Linked DNA regions of Triticum aestivum: region 2 is linked to region 1. A link is a contact called in public Hi-C data. All regions are on one chromosome and are shown on one strand. Each heading gives the region's core, a stretch centred on a gene start, on an enhancer-like site or on the middle of the called end of the contact. The rest is flanking DNA. Distances are from core to core; before and after follow the strand shown.

Region 1 (2,700 bases), core at 178-2,677:
TGAAGCAAAAAACATGAGCAGGTGCCCGAACCTCCTGCAGCTCAAGCATGGAGCCAAGAGTCTGTTTCGACGAGTCCAACAGATCAACGTATGCTTGCTCTATCTCCTTATCGTGACTGCAGAACCTTGACTTGGTGGGATCCTGCAAGAACAGAACAGTATATACATTAGAATGTGGCCTACAATCATGCATTCTTCAGAAGTAAAATCAATTACGATGAATAAATGAAGATGGATGTTACGGCCATGGGAGAGAAACAGACCTTGGGAAGCTTGTTTGAAGTGGTAAATGCCTTTTGCAGCAAGAATCTCATTTCCAGGGTCTTATCCCATAGCGCCTTCAGTAAACAGAAATTGGATGTAAAGGTTAATAGTTTGAAAGCTTAAGTACAATGAATGTGAAGGATACATTTTGGTTTTTGACTGCCTGGCCTCTCGAGACATCATCATCCCTGTGCTGTTTCAAGGTCTGAAGAATGCTTCTGCGCGTGAAAGAAAAATGTGTGCTTATGCGGAACTAGAAGAGAAGAAATGCAAGTAAGATCATGAAGCAGATTGTAAAGTAAACCGTGTGAAAGTGAGGCATGTGGAGGACGGGTGGAAGGGAACATTACTGTTGATTGGCCTGGAGGGTGCGATACTCCTCCTCGAGCTCCCCCAGCTCACCATCATCCTCCTCTTCATGGTCGCTCTCCTCCTCATGGTCGCTCTCCTCGTCGCTCTAACCAAAGAGAGACAGGCACAAAGTAGCTAAGCAATCCAAGTATATGAACAAAAGGAAAATGAGAGGGGGAGGAGAGTTACGTCAGAGAAATCTTGGTCGCCGTCATTGGCAGCGCTCCCTGCGGGGAAGAAGCCGTCCTCTGGGTCGGAGTTGTCGTGGAGGTTGAGGTCGGAGTCGCTGCCGGAGTCGGAAGAAGCCTCCGAAAGGGGAGGAGAAGGGGAAGGTGCTGCCTTGCGGCGCTTGGGTGCGAGTGGCGCCATCTCCTCCTCGGCGGAAAGAGGAGGGGAAGCTTGCCTGACGAGACGGAAGAGGAAGGAGAGGCTTCTCTTTCAGTTGCAGGCCTCCGGAAGGGTATCCGCAAAACCCCAAAGAAGCAAGTAATCCCTGTCCAGCTCACCTCAGTCAGCCGGCAGAGCTTAGGCTGGTGCGGCGTGCGGGAGCAAGAGAGGCAACCGCCGGAGTTCTCCGGCGTCGCGGGGCAGGACGGCGCAGCCGAGCAGCGGGGTGGATGAAGCGGGGCAGGAGAAGCTAGGAAGGTGGGGCGTACGCGGGTCAAGTCAGCCGCCGATGTGCAGGCTCCGCGCTTGAGAAGGCAGCCGTCGACGTGCAGGCGCCGCGCCGCCGCCGATTGACTTCGGTAGTTCGGGAATGCAGCACCGCCAGCGCCTAGGGGTGAGGAAAGTTGGGGGTTTGAGCAATTTGCTAATCGGGTTGGGCCTATATTGCTAGTTGAGTTAGGCCTATCTAAAAAATGCTACTCCCTCCGTTCCAAAATAGATGACTCAAATTTATATTAAAATTAGTACAAAGTTGACTCATCTATTTTGGAACGGAGGGAGTAGTTGTGTTGGGCCTGGAGAATGTACAAAATGTAGTTGGGTTGGGCCTATCTACATCCAAAAGCTAGTTGGGCTGGGCTCTCGTTCTGTCCAGCGCATCAGCGCATTGTCTGATTCCGCGAGGAAGAACCGGGAGCAACTAGTTAACGAGCGCTCCTTCGGGAACCTCGCAACGATCAGCGCCATTTGGCGCGCTCTCAGCCATTTGCCACGTGTCGCGCTCGGGACGCTCTCTTCGGATTTTATTTTATTTTTCACACATGTTTTCGGCTTTTTAAACGGTTTTTTTCCGGGGTTTTTCGACGTTTTGGTTTTCCCTCGGTCTTTCTTAGCTTTTCGATCAAAAAAAATTCGAAAAAAAAAATTGCGCGAAAAAACGCGTTTTTTCCTTTCGTGAAAGTCACGGTTTTTCTTCCGCGAGAGGCACGGTTGTGCTTTAGCGAGAGTCACGGCCGTGCCTTTCGGAAACGAAAAAAATGCGTTTTCTGTTTTTTTTCTTTCGCGAGAGTCACGGTTTTGCTTCCGCGAGAGGCACAGTTGTGCTTTCGCGAGAGTCACGGCCGTGCCTCTCAGAAAGGGAAAAACAAAACGTGTTTTCTGTTTTTTTTTCTTTCGGTAGAGTCACGGTTTTGCTTCCGCGAGAGGCACGGTTGTGCTTTCGCGAAAGTCACGGCCGTGCCTATTAGAAAGGGAAAAAATACGTGTTTTCTGTTTTTTTTCTTTCGCGGGAGTCACGGTTTTGCTTTCGCGAGAGGCATGGTTGTGCTTTCGCGAGAGTCACGGCCGTGCTTCTCGGAAACGAAAAAAAAACGTGTTTTCTGTTTTTTTTCCTTCCACGAGAGTCACGGTTTTGCTTCCACGAGAGGCACGGTTGTGATTTCGCGAGAGGCACGGACGTGCCTCTTTCGGAAAGGAAAAAAACCATGCTCCCGGTTCGGTTTTTTCGCCCGGTTTTTTTCGTCCGATTTTTTTCGTGAAAAAAAAGTTCATCAAAACCTATCAACATGGGATCTAGTTTTGAAGATCTCGACGTGAGAAATCCAAAGGTGAAAACAGTTCAAGATTTGGACGCACGGTTTAAGAGATAAAACGTTTTGAATAAACGGATCTACGAAAAAAGGGAAAACTCCCAGGTTG
Region 2 (2,740 bases), core at 110-2,609, 160 kb after region 1:
TAGAACAAGACGTTGTTCAACTAGTGTGTGTGGTAAGGTCACCACTAGTGTGAAGTCACACCTTATGCCGTTTGCAACCAAACAACATGCTATTTGTCTAACAACAGCGACACGGGCAACCAAAAAACGTAGTAGAAATTGCTTCCTTGATGCAGGAAGCCTAATGCAGGCAACCAAACTACATGCAGATGTTGAATTTTAGCCCTATGTTTAGGGTGAGGGGAGGGGGAGGGTTGCGGGCTTGGCGGATTTTTTTTTGCTCGAGACCTTTAAGGGATGGCCAGGGGTGGAGGCAGCACCGCGGGTTAAGGGAGGGCGGGGTAATGAGAAGCGCGACCGGCTACATGTGAAGGTTGAACAGGAATAGTTCCACGCACGATCTTGGTCGTTAGATGGTCATCTAACGGTTGACACTGGTTTTTTTCCCTGGGTGCCCGATGAATAGGCACTCGTTTTTTTATTAAGGGGTAATGACCTCTAATTTCTATCGGAAATATTAAAAATCTAACGGTGGACTTTTAAGCATGTCAAATATGATGCTCGGAATGACAAATTATATTGTCGTGAGCATGACAATTTTCTTCAGCAAGCATATCAAGTCCTGGCAAAAAAGACTAAGCACATCAGGGATTTGTCATGCTAGAAAATCCGACGTCAGATTTGTAGCAAAACATCATCGCCCACAACCTTTCAAGACACAATCTACCGAAGGAAATTGCCATACTCGCAACATCATAAATTGATACCCCAAGCCGTCAGATTTGCTATGTTTGTTCACTGCAGAGAGTTAAAAAAGAAACATCATCGCCCACACCCTTTCAAGTGAACTGCCACTGATTGGCAACACCGCATACTATTATGTGGAGCCACATAACTCGCAGCTGGTCGTAACACGTCTGTACTGCAGACTCGACGTCCCGGGTAGGAACCAACTAGTGATGCACCACCAACAGATTTTATACAGGGAAGGGAAAGGAAGGGGAAAAAACCAACAGATGAGATGGACGCGCATCAAACCGCAAGGTCACACCTGTGGAAGATCTCCTCATCTTTTCTCCGCTTTACCAAATCGCCAGAAGCGACCCCAAATCTTCCTTTCAGGTCAGCCGAGCAAGCAAGAGGACAGGCCAGGAAACGAGAAAGAAAGGGAAGGGAACAAGAGAAAATGGTGGACCATGGCTTTGCTGTGGCTGATGGGCCTGCCAGGTCTATTCTATGGTGGAGTCAATTCATGGCAAGATTTGGGGGAAATCTGGCCCGGATCTTGCTTTCCATGAGGCGGGATTTCCTTTGGTCATCACACTTGTTTTCTCCACCCACCTTTTCCCCACCCCATATCTCCCTGGAATCCTTTCTCATGTGCTTCCGGTGCATATAAACTCGACTCCACCCACACGCTCCTGGAAAGCCCTCTCTCTCTCTCTCTCTCTCTCTCTCTCTCTCTCTCTCATGCCAAGCGCACACACCTCCTGCCTTAACTCTACCATCCTTGCTTTCTCCTCATAGCATCCTCCTCCATCACACAAAACACACGCTCTCTCTTTCTTCTCCGATGGCGGTGGCGATCGCGGAGGCTCCGTTCCATGTCTTGGCCGTGGATGACAGCGTCCTCGACAGGAAGCTCATTGAGAGGCTCCTCAAGACATCTTCTTTCCAAGGTATCAATCAATTTCATTTGCAGCATACGAAGTTGTGTTCCTGCTATGCCATGGCATCTGAGGCAGAGTCTCTGTTTCCGCAGTTACCACCGTGGATTCTGGGACCAAGGCTCTCGAGTTCTTGGGGCTCCATGGCGAGGACGCCTCCATTTCTTCTGTCCATGCGGACCAACTGGTAAGAAGACAGATGGTCTATCATGTGCGCAGCCACAGTACTAGTGCTCTGAAACTGTTTCTGATTGATTAATTTTGGGTTTGGTCCTAAGCAGGACGTCGAGGTGAACGTGAACCTCATCATCACCGACTACTGCATGCCTGGGATGACAGGGTACGATCTGCTCAAGAAGATCAAGGTACCAGCCCTTTTTTTTTTAGTTTGATTTGGTCTGCTCAAGCCTGAAGAGCATGGTGGCTAATGGTCTCCATCTGGCTTTTGTTGAATCAGGAGTCGTCGTCTTTCAGGGACATCCCGGTTGTGATCATGTCATCGGAGAACATACCTTCCAGAATCAACAGGTGAGCACGGTTACGGACCCAAAATCTTGTTTGTTTTGGAAACCAGATTGATTATTGATGGTGCTGATTTAGAAACTTTATAGCTGAACCACCGTTAGAAAAGATTCAGATAGTCTCATCTGTTATTACTACATGTTTGATAGACCTTGATCTAAATTTAGACACCAAGATCTCTTGGAATCCTTTATTGATTTGGGGTCACATGCCTTCTAATAAAGGAACAACCCCCACCCAGCTCACGTCGTGCTCATATTCTATCATGAAATATTTAGTGTCAAATAAATAGTAAAGATATGGAATGATACGGTTGTCGATCTTTCGAGTCGATTATCTCTATATAAAAAGGGTTATAGTAGCAGACAACTCACCAGTGCCACTTGTCTATTTCTATCGGCGCATATGGAGTAAAAACCCAAATATATGGACATAAATAAAGCTGTAAAGAAATATAGTAGGATCTTAGAATGAACTCTGACAATTACGGTTTTGTTTGTTCTGAATCAGATGCCTGGAGGAAGGAGCAAATGAGTTCTTCCTAAAACCAGTACGGCTATCAGACATGAGCA

The links. A called contact is a pair of places that touch in the nucleus more often than the background predicts.
Region 2: a Hi-C map of leaf shows a contact between it and region 1, with 5 times the contacts expected there. The contact joins the promoter of LOC123103029 here to the promoter of LOC123103028 in region 1. A contact is called at or near these places in 2 of 5 Hi-C or Micro-C datasets (both in leaf).

Annotation. Positions count from the first base shown.
Region 1 is chr5A:296,841,877-296,844,576 of IWGSC CS RefSeq v2.1, forward strand. It overlaps LOC123103028 (protein AATF), which reads right to left and starts at 1,428. Exons shown (of 12, transcript XM_044524516.1): 1 at 805-1,428; 2 at 615-721; 3 at 410-482; 4 at 264-338; 5 at 32-142. The coding sequence starts at 984.
Region 2 is chr5A:297,003,505-297,006,244 of IWGSC CS RefSeq v2.1, forward strand. LOC123103029 (two-component response regulator ORR9) reads left to right here and starts at 1,360. Exons shown (of 5, transcript XM_044524517.1): 1 at 1,360-1,658; 2 at 1,742-1,833; 3 at 1,928-2,011; 4 at 2,104-2,174; 5 at 2,679-2,740. The coding sequence starts at 1,553. LOC123103030 (DNA-directed RNA polymerases IV and V subunit 5B) reads right to left here. Exons shown (of 4, transcript XM_044524518.1): 4 at 2,580-2,740.